Linked DNA regions of Mus musculus: regions 1 and 3 are each linked to region 2. A link is a contact called in public Hi-C and HiChIP or PLAC-seq data. All regions are on one chromosome and are shown on one strand. Each heading gives the region's core, a stretch centred on a gene start, on an enhancer-like site or on the middle of the called end of the contact. The rest is flanking DNA. Distances are from core to core; before and after follow the strand shown. Region 1 has its middle 140 kb from the start of Samd5. Region 2 holds the start of Samd5 (sterile alpha motif domain containing 5). Region 3 has its middle 150 kb from the start of Gm48750.

The links. Hi-C and Micro-C count contacts between places; a contact is called where the count stands out from the background. HiChIP or PLAC-seq counts read pairs in DNA pulled down with a chosen protein or histone mark.
Region 1: an H3K4me3 HiChIP or PLAC-seq map of craniofacial prominence shows a contact between it and region 2, with 4 times the contacts expected there. The contact joins the enhancer-like site here to the promoter of Samd5 in region 2. A contact is called at or near these places in 1 of 39 promoter capture datasets (the 3T3-L1 cell line), 6 of 484 Hi-C or Micro-C datasets (3T3-L1-derived adipocytes, the HL-1 cell line, the N1E-115 cell line and 3 more), 8 of 115 datasets of contacts at active chromatin or transcription factors (craniofacial prominence, embryonic fibroblasts, embryonic hindbrain and 5 more) and 3 of 9 other capture datasets (adipose tissue, embryonic stem cells and pancreatic islet).
Region 3: a contact with region 2 is called in a Hi-C map of the N1E-115 cell line, with 14 times the contacts expected there. The contact joins the enhancer-like site here to the promoter of Samd5 in region 2. A contact is called at or near these places in 2 of 39 promoter capture datasets (both in the 3T3-L1 cell line), 4 of 484 Hi-C or Micro-C datasets (the N1E-115 cell line, pancreatic cancer cells, psoas muscle and 1 more), 8 of 115 datasets of contacts at active chromatin or transcription factors (SST interneurons, a colorectal cancer cell line, craniofacial prominence and 5 more) and 1 of 9 other capture datasets (embryonic stem cells).

What each region holds. Positions count from the first base shown.
Region 1 is chr10:9,532,648-9,536,598 of GRCm38.p6, forward strand. It overlaps a transcript of Samd5 not described here. Among named protein-coding and RNA genes, the nearest start is that of Samd5, 140 kb to the right of the region's middle. Within about 2 kb of position 2,139, at least 8 of the 459 cell types and tissues checked have an H3K27ac peak or open chromatin away from gene starts, as enhancers often do. A contact at or near this core is called in the N1E-115 cell line and craniofacial prominence, where this site is marked.
Region 2 is chr10:9,673,451-9,677,381 of GRCm38.p6, forward strand. It overlaps Samd5 (sterile alpha motif domain containing 5), which reads right to left and starts at 1,758. Exons shown (of 2, transcript NM_177271.3): 1 at 1,055-1,758. The coding sequence starts at 1,513.
Region 3 is chr10:9,501,491-9,505,254 of GRCm38.p6, forward strand. It overlaps a transcript of Samd5 not described here. Among named protein-coding and RNA genes, the nearest start is that of Gm48750, 150 kb to the left of the region's middle. Within about 2 kb of position 2,146, at least 48 of the 459 cell types and tissues checked have an H3K27ac peak or open chromatin away from gene starts, as enhancers often do. A contact at or near this core is called in the N1E-115 cell line and pancreatic cancer cells, where this site is marked.

The DNA of each region.
Region 1 (3,951 bases), core at 889-3,388, 140 kb before region 2:
CTCTGCAAATGCAACAAAGGCAACACTGTAGGAAATACAATGAAAACATTCTTTTAGGGGAAAATCTTCATTACCACAAACATGTTCCCCAGTCACAGCACAAATATTCATTCTGGTTAAACAAGGTTGAAGGACTCCCTACTCGATTCTCTGCAATCCTGGGACAAGATGAAGAAATTGTTCCCCAAGCAAATGTTTTAAAGGCTACAGTAGGCCAAACACAGAGAACAAAGACACCAACCACACTCTTTCAAGCATAAGCAAGAAGCAACACGAGAATGCCATTCCTCTAGTATATGTCCTTTTGCCCTCTTTAGTTTTTCTTTGACAGGATTTAGAAATTTTTTTGTGGTGAGCCTATAAAATTTAAAAAATCTACATGTTTCATGATGTCATGCTCATAACTGGGATACACATATTAAATGTGAGTTTGATTTTTTCCAGTCGATTCTTCAAATATCCCACACAATCGTGAGAGTTTAGTATGAAAATCTAATTAAATCTACACAGAGCATTCAATGTTTCTGGGCTTGTGTTTTTTACTTATTTACATTTTGTGAGGGTCATCACTTCCTGGCCATTTGCATACATTTTATTTAACTTCAAAAAGAGCCATCAGTAGACACATCTGTCCTATTTAGCTCTGTCTGTGATATAGGAACATTTTTCTATAAATGGATCATATACAAGCCTGGTTTGGGTGTCAGTAAGAAACTGGGATACAGGCAATCCACCTGCCTAGTACTTAGGTCTTAAAAGTGTAAGGACAAGTTTGGCCCACTCTGGAAGATGCCTTATGGTGTATATATCTCTGCTGGTCCCCTGGAGTTGTAATGATTGCTGTCAGCAGGGGTGCTCTTTCCTCTGACAGAGCTGACACTGCTGAGCACAAATTAAACCAAATCAGATTTTTAGGCTATGAAAGGGTTGTGGTCATGGGGGAGGGGCCAGATGCCCCTCTCAGGGCTGTCTTCTCACGGTTTGAAGTCAGTCAAGGAAACCCAGCACCAGGAAACCTCAGTGGCGATGTTGCAGATGGAAGGGAGACATTATTGTTTTCATTGAAGGTGCAATGAGAAAAAAAAAAAAACATATGGATGAGGAATTGCCAGCAGTTCTCTTTGCTTAGTCACAAGAAAACCAAAACCGAGGGTGAGCCCTGCCTGGTCCTTCTTAGCTTGACTTTGTTCACATAGCTTAATTAGAAATAGATGCAATATTCTGCTATAAGATTTCCAAAAGACCGAATATTCAAATTTCTTAAACAAGACAAAACAAAAAAAGAAGAAAGGGAAGGTAAAAAGAATTCCACTCTAGAATAACAGTGCTAATGATTTTAAAATTCTACATCAGGAACTAGGGCAATGGCATTGAGCAAAGCCCCTTCACATGTGGTACAGGCATGGTCTGGGACCTACGTTCAGATCACCAGCACCCACAGAAAATACAAGGCATGCTGAGGATCGGAAGACAAGCAGATCCTGGGCAGACCTAAAATTGAGAGCTCAGGTTCAGTGAGTGACTGTATCCCAAAACTAACAGGAAAAGCAATTCGGGAAGATTCCCAAAGTCCATCTCTGTCAGCTATACACACACACACACACACACACACACACACACACACACACACACATGCATAAATAGTGAAATGTTTTCAATTACTGATGTAAAGCCTAGCCAATACAATACTACTATTAATTCTAATACTTGCATTCCTCTCTAGCTGCATGGTAATTCACACTAAAACTCTGATGAAAGGCTTAATTGCATAGAGGTATGTTAATCCAGTAATGACAGATTATCAGAGATCATCATCACTTTTACAAAATATCTTACCAGACAGTTACTGCTATTCTGTGAAATATTAATAATTAAAACTGAATCACACTTGTCAAAATAAATACATTTGACTATTATAATATTCGCCCTTCTTTCCCTGCACTTGTTTTTTAAAGTGGCAGGTGTCAGAGTAGATCTTTTTGTTGCAGTACATGTATCCAATTATGCACATGGCTTGGAGAGGAGCTGACAGCAGATTGAGACGATTAAACGCATGCAAAACGGAATGCAGCAGAGCAGGCAGTTCTATGGAGTCATGTTCTGGGACAATCAAAGAAACAGCGCGGGCCCCAAATTGTACTTCATTACTGGCAGCAAACCAAGGCCTTTCTGATTGGATAGTCCCACCCCAGTACAGAGCATGACCTGAGGGGTCCCGGGACACTGATATGTGCTCATCAAGTGGCTGGCAGACACCGCAACCTCCAGAGGGGATGCATTTATTATTATACAGCTTACTGAATAACCCAGTGACCAGATTCCTGAGTTTCATATCTAAGTTTCAAGTCCTTCACCAATTCCACATATTACGTTAGAAGCCATCTGCCTCCTTCTGTTTCCAAATGTTCAGTTTCTCATTTGTGGTCAATTTATCAAAACAAACCAGCCCTCCTGCTCCAACGAGGCTGGTTGTCCATTGCCCAGAGGAATGGGGTGTCCCCGAGGTCTGCCAGCAGCAGGCTTCACTGGGAAGAGATACTTACAACCTCATTTGTTCTCTGTCCCCGAAGCTTGATAAGCTACGCATCGGATGAACTTCAAATGTTTAACTGAGAGACGTGTGTGAATTCATCAAATACTGACCTTGTTTTGCTCTTAGTTTGGATTGTACTGTCAGAACCACACTACAACCAGAGGCCATGGTTAGCTACACCAATCCCACTGCATCCTCATCCCAGTGCTGTGAGAACTACCTGCCACTTGACTCTTGGAAATATGGGAATAAGTAAGGAAGGGGTCAAACCGTCGAAGACCTTTCACAGACCACAGAAATGGGGAAACTATGCACCCAGATGAAGGGCAAACATCCAGGCCCAACTAAGAAGCATTTTTAAAGCACCTTGCAGCTTTTAGCTAGTCCTTATTTTGTGTCTGTGTTTGTGTTTGTGTGTGTGTGGGTGGGGGGTACTTGATTGAGAATACTGACTAATTTAGTGACTAATAATGTCTTCTAAGGTCATAAGATGTCCCCACACTTCTAAGACATTTCTGATCTGTTTCAAAGAATGCCTGTCTTAAGATTTAACAGATATTGTTCTCAATGACAATGCTGTGTATAATTTTGATCTATAATGACAGCAGGTGTGCTTTCCAAAATATTTTATGCATTTTCTTCTTTCCCATGAAAAACAATCCCTCCCTGCCTTAATTTACTCTTTGGCAAAAGCCTGCGAAGGTAAGGCTTTCAAATGAATTTTGTTTTTATTGTTATTGTTGCTTCTTTATTGATTATCTTGCCTGTTTGGGAGACAGGGTCTCGCTATGTAGAACAAGCTGGCCTTGAATGTGGCAATCCTCCTGCATCAGCTTCTTGAGTGCTGGTGTTTTAAGTATACATTCCATCATGCAAATACTACAAATACTTCTTAAAGGTGAAGGTCATTAGAATATCAAGAGTTGAGCTTTCTTTCTTGGTTGTTCTTTTACTGGGGAAGTCTTTAAGAAGAATTTGTGAAGCCATGCCCAGTGTCATGCAGAAGTTTAACATTTGTCGCCAATCTGCAACTTTCTCATCTCCTGGTCCCCTATGTTAGAGAGAAATCTGGGAAGAATGTTCTTAGGTGCTCTGATAGAAGCCGAGTCATTTATAAAAGAAAACACTGCCCCAAATAAACTCAGGTCTGCCATCAAACCATGAAACTCAAAGGACTTCCAGGGCCATAAAGCAGGGCTCCAATCTGAGAATATCTCTTTTTGCAAGGCAGAGGGTGCAGGTCTGGGGAAGGAGGGGATCTGCAAGGCACTCCACAAATCCTACATCCCAGGGAGCACTCAGTTTCAGGCTTAATGACATCCATAGCTATGATTAGAGACAACATTGACTGTATCACACTTTCAAGTATAGAAAAACAGAGAAAAGCCACATAGGAGACAAAATAATTTAGACATTCA
Region 2 (3,931 bases), core at 508-3,007:
TGTTTTCAGGCTGAGATGCTCATTTTCCTGAGTTCCAGGCAATGCCAGACATTACCTGTGCTGTCAGCATCTCTGCCAAATTGGCACTCTCTAGGAGGACAGCTTCAGAAACTAAGCCAAACCTATTCACTTCACTAAGCCAAACCAACCCACTTGAAGCTAGAGACAGCACTCTGGTGTAAAAATGCACTTTCTGGTACTTAATTGTTCAAACCTCATGCCACATGTCTGCGTGCCACACAGAGCGGCCATGAGAACGTGTAGCCTGCTCTCACGTGTGAGGATTGCTTTCTAGGTACTGAAATGTCACCTCTTCCTGGCCTTCCTTACACATGTGCCTTGGAGTTTTGAAAAGAATCTATCTTCCTTTCATCTGAATCACTAGTGATACCACAGACCCCAGATGACCCGTTTGCTCAGCATCCCATTACCCGGAATCCTTAAGCTTTAGGAGCCTCCTGTGAATAGGCACAAGTTTTGTGTTTAGCACGCCCCCCCCCCCCACCACCACCACACACACATAGGTTCCTGTTAATGGGACACTTCTCCATAGCATGGAATTGAGAACAGCAGGCCCTGAATTCCCCTACTCCTTTGGCAATAGTCACCCACTCCTCTTGGAAGTTTCTCAAAACTCAGAAGAAAAAAGTAAAGAAAAAGAGGAAGGTTGAAAATAAGGCAGATGTGACCCATCTTTTTTTTTTTTTTCACTCTTCCAAGCCAGACACTACTAGAGGCATTAGGATTTCCCAGAGGCATTAGGATTTCCCGGTGGCCACCAAAAGCAAGCACCCATTGCTCAGAACCTGACAATCGAGCCCATATGCTAGGGTGCTGTTAAGAGTTGTCTACATGCAAAATATGAGTGAGCAGCTATTATTAGAGACGCCAGCACAGAAGGAATAGATAGATAACGCAGAAAACGGGAGAACCAGACACCCCGAACACCCTGGTTTCTCAATTGTCACCTAGACTGACTGCTGAGCCGCTGCAGAAGCTCCAGGCCTGGTTCCCTCCCGCCATGCCCAAGGTCGCCCTGGCGGGGCCTCCTTACCTTGCGTGAGTATGGGGGTTTGCTCAGGTGGATGCCATCGCGGACCAGCTTATCCCGGATCATGATCTTCAGCTTCAGCTTAGGGTAGCTCACCAGCTCCCTGCTGCAGGGAGCGCCCGGCTGGCCACGGGGGTCCCCGCGAGTGCCCTGGGCTGAGCTGCCACATGGCTCCCCCCGGCGGCCTGGGGGCACCGCTTCTACCAGCGGTGCCGGTGGCACGGGCTGCGGTTCAAGGGTGAAGTAGAGGCCGGCAGCGGCCGCATCCTGTTCCCGCAGCCGGTGCACAGCCTCTAGGATGCGCCGGCGGTGCGCGGGAGCCAGCACCCCGATGGCGTCCAGGTCCGGGTCTCCGATCTGCTTGCACACTTCCAGGTCATCGTAGCCATTATCCACGAAGGACTCAGCGTACTGTGGGAGCTGTAACGCTTTCAGCCACTCGTAAACTATGTTGGTGCACATGGCTGAGACTCGGAACTCGCCAGCGAGTACCCAAGTGACACGGGCGGCACCAGTTCTTGCAACTTTTAATCCTCTCCTGGAAAGGGGTGGGGAGAAGAAACAGCAGGAAAAGTTTCTCCCTTAGTGGTTAGGCTCCGGCCGCAGAGTCAGAGCCATAGAAAGCAGCCGGGGAGGGAGCGAGAGAAAACGAGGAGCGTCTAGCGGCGAAGTGGATTCCCCGAGCAGGCGCGGCGCTCGCGGGCACTGGCGGCTGGGCGAGCGGCTGGGCTCCGCGCCGCCCCTGGATGCGCGGCCACCGCGGGGAGGGGCGCGCAGGCGGGGCCGGGCACACCCCTCGCACCCGCGCGGGTCACCGTCGCGCTGCGCCGCCCAGGAGGTTCCCCAGCTGGGGCAGTCTGGGGAGTGCTCGCTGCATGTCGCTATCTGGCCGGCTCCGTGGACGTCTGCAACCGGGTCCCACGCCGTGGAGGCGGCTCCGGCGGGCAGACCGGTGGATGATGGCGAGCGCCTGGTCTGTGCGCTTGTCAGTCACTGTCGTTCCCGGGGTCACGGTGACCCGGTGGCTATTAAGCTTCCGGACTCCGGTGGCTGCCCTGGATATCTTTCGACATTTCTTTTGAATCCGACTTCTCCAAACCCCTAGATTTTTTTTTCTTCGCTCAGTTCCCAAGCCAGTGGGTACTCTCGCCTGGGTGTCCAAGGGGAGGACCCGGTCACTGGTCCTGAGAGAAGCTGTTGAGTCCAGTGTCCCTTCTCCTTTCCCGATGCACGTAGAATGTCCTTTCAAAGGAGCGGGTTGCTAAGGCTCCACAGGCACGGTGTGTCTGGCTCTGTGGTGCTGCGCTCTGTGCCCCAAGCAGCTGCGTTTTGGCAGCAGGGTGGGAGCGACGTGGGGACTGTCCAGCCTGATGGGCGCGAGGCCCCTCCTCGCTATAACTAGTCACACCGGGTGGGTGTCGGGAGGGGCACGACTGCTCCCGATTGCCTCTCCCTCCAAGGCCATCTGACCTGCGAAAGTTTGGGGTGGGTTGTTACTTTCTCCTCCTCGGTCAGCGCATCCCTACCTGATCGGCATCCCTCCCCACCCCCACCTTCCTTCCAGCCACACAAGCACACCGCGTTGTGTCAGACCCCCTCAATCTCTCCCTGCCTTTTTGCTTTCTATTCACTTCGCGTTACAGCTCTTCTGCCCCAGGTGGCTCCCTGCCCAGGGACAAGAGAGGTTTTCTGCCTCCGAGACAGGGACCACAGCCGACTCCCCCTTCTCTGCCCCAGGGTCGCGTGTTAATTGATACACCACCACATACACCACCACGCAGCTGTGTTAAAGAGAACACTAGGGCATCTAGCACTTCTGCCTAGATGGGAGTAACAAAATTAACCGAGATTCCCTCCTGGTGCCCATGGCCCAGCTTTGAATGGAGGCGGGGGAGTGGGGAGGAGAAGGGCGACCCCCCGGAGTTCCTAGGCCTCTTTTCACTTCGTCTGATCTTTGGGGAAGCAGTTAGAACCTTAAGAAACCTTGCAGGCAGCAACAATTTCCTTTTCACAAAAGTAACACTCAGCTTCACTCTAGAGCCAGACCTGGCCAATACCCTTCCTGAAAGAGTCCTTCTGGGGCCCTACCTGTCTCTAGGCACAACACTAATGATGGCACTGCCCATCCGTGGCTTTAGAGTCGTTCCCCGTGGCTCCAGGACCGTTGGCTGTGGGTAAGGGACTCTCTGTGCCACGTTTCCACTAAATTAGTGAAGCTTAAACCCCTCTTGGGACAGACACTGAGAATCAAACTAACTCTCTCTCTCTCTCTCTCTCTCTCTCTCTCTCTCTCTCTCTCTCTCTCTCTCTCCTTTATGGTCTGTAAAATACCTGATATGGGTGAACCCAAAATGCGTCCCGTATTTCTACAATAGCTGGGGCCTATATGCTGAGTCCCAAGCTCCTGGATCCAAACGTCTCATACTGAAAAATAGCTACCAGGAAGAACCTTCTGTTTGGGAAGAAGAAAGACTACAACGCGGGTAGTCACGGAGCCGTGTCTGCCCGCAGTCCTAGATCACCCGCGTTTCCGTGTTCAGAGACTAGATTATGGTTCTGATCCTGGAGCAAGGCTCTGGGTTACCCCGGACCCTCCCTACCTAGCACGGATTGTAACTTGCCCTCCGTCCCTTGCCAAAGCAAGCTCACAGTGCCCTCTTGTGTCCAAGTGCTGGAATTTTAAGGCGTTGCCCAAGTCCCAAACTTGTTTTGTTCGGCTGAAGGAAGAAGAGGGCTTTATGGTTCCTATTTGCCTTCGTAATGTACAGATAATGCCCTCGCGTGTACCTTTATATCTCAATGCTTTGTCATGAAAACCGTTGGGTTTTGGTGAGGTGGGTATTGCAGTACTTTCAAAACAAGTCTGCTTCAATGGAACAG
Region 3 (3,764 bases), core at 896-3,395, 170 kb before region 2:
TCAGCAAGTAAATATCACCTCCCTTAAGAATCACTTCCAACATGTCACCTCTCACCTGAAATTCTACTCATTCACAAATGCCCCTGATCTCCCACCCCCTCACCCCCATTGTAGGATTTTCCCTGTCCAATTACATTAGGGCAGCAAGAGGCCTGTGATTAGACAGGGAAGAGGGAGGCAGAGCTAAGAGTTGCAGGGACAGGGAGCATCAGGGAGAGAGAGAAGAAAGAGAATGGAACCAAATGTGAATCAGTGTGGCTTGAACCAGCCACAGGTAGTTATGATATCATAAAGTTAGAATAATTGGGATAAAGCCTTTATCATTATCAGTTGGCTCTGAAATTATTGTATTGGCATCTTATAAATTGTGGTATATAAATCTGATTGGTTAATTATAAGTTTTAAGCGTTTTTGATTTTACTGGCTTACTGGGTATTGTGGTATCTAACTGTGAGGTTGGTGGCTCAATTTGGTTGCTAGAATGTAGGACAGAGCTGGCTCATTTTTAATATTTCCTGCAACACACCCCTCCCCATGCTCCCTAACTGATCCATAGCTTCTCATCTAAACTGTTAAAGCATTGCACAGTGTATTCTTAGCATAGGGCTCCTTCCTGCCTCCAATTCTTTAAGTGCATTTCTAATGTCTGGTTACAATTTTAAAACCAGCATCTAAGGAAAAAAATGTGTTGCTAAAATATATCTAATATATTTCCCCCATTTGATCTTTGAATATATTTAATTCTATTTTTAATTCTCAAGCTCTGCTTTATTCAAAGCAAGTATGATAGATCAACTTGTTTTTAATAAGCTCTATTCCAGAGCATCTTAATTTGATTACCTAAAATTTTTATAAATGATCACAACCAAAAGAAAAATGGCTCTGTCTATTTTAGTATATTGTTTGGTTTTAAAGATATTTTGTATCTTCTATATAATTATGACTTCACTAATGTGGGTAGACATTTTCACATATAATGTTTATAACTATCACACATTTGTTTGTGTTAGCACTTGTAAATATCTCATGACTTTTCTCTAATCATATCTTCTAGAGAGGATGTTGAGATTAGTGTCCAAGGCCCCTTAATGTTTAATTATAATTGTTCTTTGACCTCACCCTTCCGATGTAGAAGAGCTGAGAAACAGGTGTCAGTGTAGTCTACAGGAAATACACTGTTGACTTTTTAGCTGAAAATGTAAGATTCAAGATGTTTTTCTTCCAGCTAAAACAAGTATGAACAGGCATATTAGCAAGACCCCTGCTTCCACCCTAATCTATCTTCCTCTTCAATCAGATAGCTTTTATTTAATGTGCAAGGCTGTACTCTGCTGGCACTTGGTCTGCTCCACTCATAGTCCATTAGCCAAGAATTGGGCAAGAACATAATTCAATCTGTGATTTCGATTTCCCACCAGCAGATCCTGCTTGCCTTTATCTTCCTTTCTAGTAATACTGTTTAAATATGCCAGTTGCTCTGTGCTCTGGGAAATCATGGGGCTAGAACTAGAGCTTTTTCACTGAAGACTAGGATACACACTCTCATATAGACTCACTGAGACCTCTGCTGATCAAGACCTGAGCACCAGTGACCATGCGCAGGATGCGGTTTTGCTTAGTACACATCAAACACTGGTGGTCCAGAGTACAATGCTCACCTGTGCAGCTGGCTCACATGACATAGCACATGTAGCATGGCAGTTCAGAATGTCACAGAAACAGAAGAAGTAGACTTTCTGTACTTAAAACAACAGCAAGCAAAAACATTAAGTTAAATTAAATTATATTAAATTAAACAAATAAAATGTTTCAGGTTGGAAGATGGTTTGGGCTAAAGAGACTCGCCTCCCACACTTGGCCACTTGAGTTCCATCTCCCAAGCCCATATAAAGGTGAAGGAGACAGAAGAAATCCCACACAGTCACAAAGCTGGAAGTCACAACCAAGGTGAGGAGTAAGTTCTTTCTTTCTGCTGATGGCTCCTGAGACTCAAACTCTGGTAGACAGTAAGGCTTTGCAGAAAGGGCTGATACTTGCTGAGCTAGCTCACTGGCTCTGTTTTGAACAATCTTATGCTTCCATGACAAAGAATATAGAGCCTGAGAATAACAAGAGCAATTTTTTTAAAAAATCAAATAAAAATCCCAGATATCAAACAGATGACTAAACACTAAACTGTCTTCCGGAAATGAGGCCCACAGTTTCCACCACTGCAAAGAACTGATTGCCACATTCTCAGGCTATGGCAGTGAAATTGGAAGGGCAGTTTACTTCCTGTAATTAGGGCTGCCTATCAGCATCAATAATGAATTTCAACCTCACTTTGATTCAATTGTAAAACATTTAATTCAAATGTTAGTCAAACGCAGATAACACAAACTTCCGTTCTGATGCATGTGTGTGACTTGGCTCTGCTGACCTCAGGCATCATGAGAGCCCTGTGTCTTGCTACTCTGAGTCATATAAATTATACTCTGCAATGTTTGAACGGATCTGCAACTTGCTGGTTAATAACTAGCTAACAATACACAGCCTGTTCATTCTAGAATTACTGCCGACAGAGGAATGGGTAACAGCCTCCATTCATGCTGACTCTCCCTAGTGAATAAAAACGTTTCACACTCAAATGTTTAGTGTTTAAAGGCTGGGCTTGTTAGTTAAATGAATTAATCTGGTGTGAAAACTATTTGCATTTTTAACATCATCAGAATTTCTTTCACCCCCAACTGTTTAGTTCACTGCTAGTATAATTATAATTAGCGGGGGCGGGGGGGGGCGCATTTTATTCAATGCTAACTGGCATTCAAGAGTTCTCATATGACTTCTAAAACCTTTCAAAGCCACAGAACAAGTAGGCGGGGCAAAGAAGACTATAAGCATCATTTCTTCAAGAACTGCTTCTCTGTAGCAGGAAACATTTCCTTACTTGTGTCTGACCATCACGCATGTAGCTCATGCAGACATGCAGATACCATGAACTGTGCTCTTGCTTTGTGGTAGGTTCTGAAGAATGTCAAATCACACAGACAGTGGGAACTCTGGCTGAAGGATGAATCAGGCTAGAGCAATTCCCTAAACAAGATTATATGGGGAAGTTTTTCTCTAAATTGAATGTGGTAGCTCACACTTATAATCTCACCACTTGAGAGGATAAAATAGGTTTAAATGTTAAACACTAGCTTCAACTACGTGTGTGCCTTTGACACAGGGGATGCTTTGTACACATAAAGCATACGTGAAAGGATTAATGAATGAGATGATTATCCTATACCCAAATACTCATGAGTCCAAAGTGCATTCAGTATACCAGGGCTATGACTGAACATCCCAGAGTGCACCACATTTGAGGGGTGTCAAAGGATAAGGTAATATAGGCTAGGCCATGAGGGACAAAGGAAACTATTGGGCTATATCTATGAAATGGCCCCCACAGGCTCCAGTGTTGCTGCCAGCTAGAAAGTGACTGGAACGTTAAGAGTGCTAACCTAATCTATGGTTCAATCTATTGGTTAATTCAAAACTTAAATTGGCCAGTAGGAAGTAGTGGAGCTGGAGAATCTAGGGGCTCATTGGAGAAAGTCACTGGGGCCTGTCCCTCCTGTGTACCATGCAGTGAGCTGGTTTGCTCCAATAATTCTACCTGCTGGGATGTTCTATCTTGTCTCAGGCCCATAGTAATGGAACCACTCTAATAATTAACACACCTCTGATGCCATAAGCCAAAATAAACCTTTTTCTTCTTAAGTAGTTTCCCCAGGAAACTG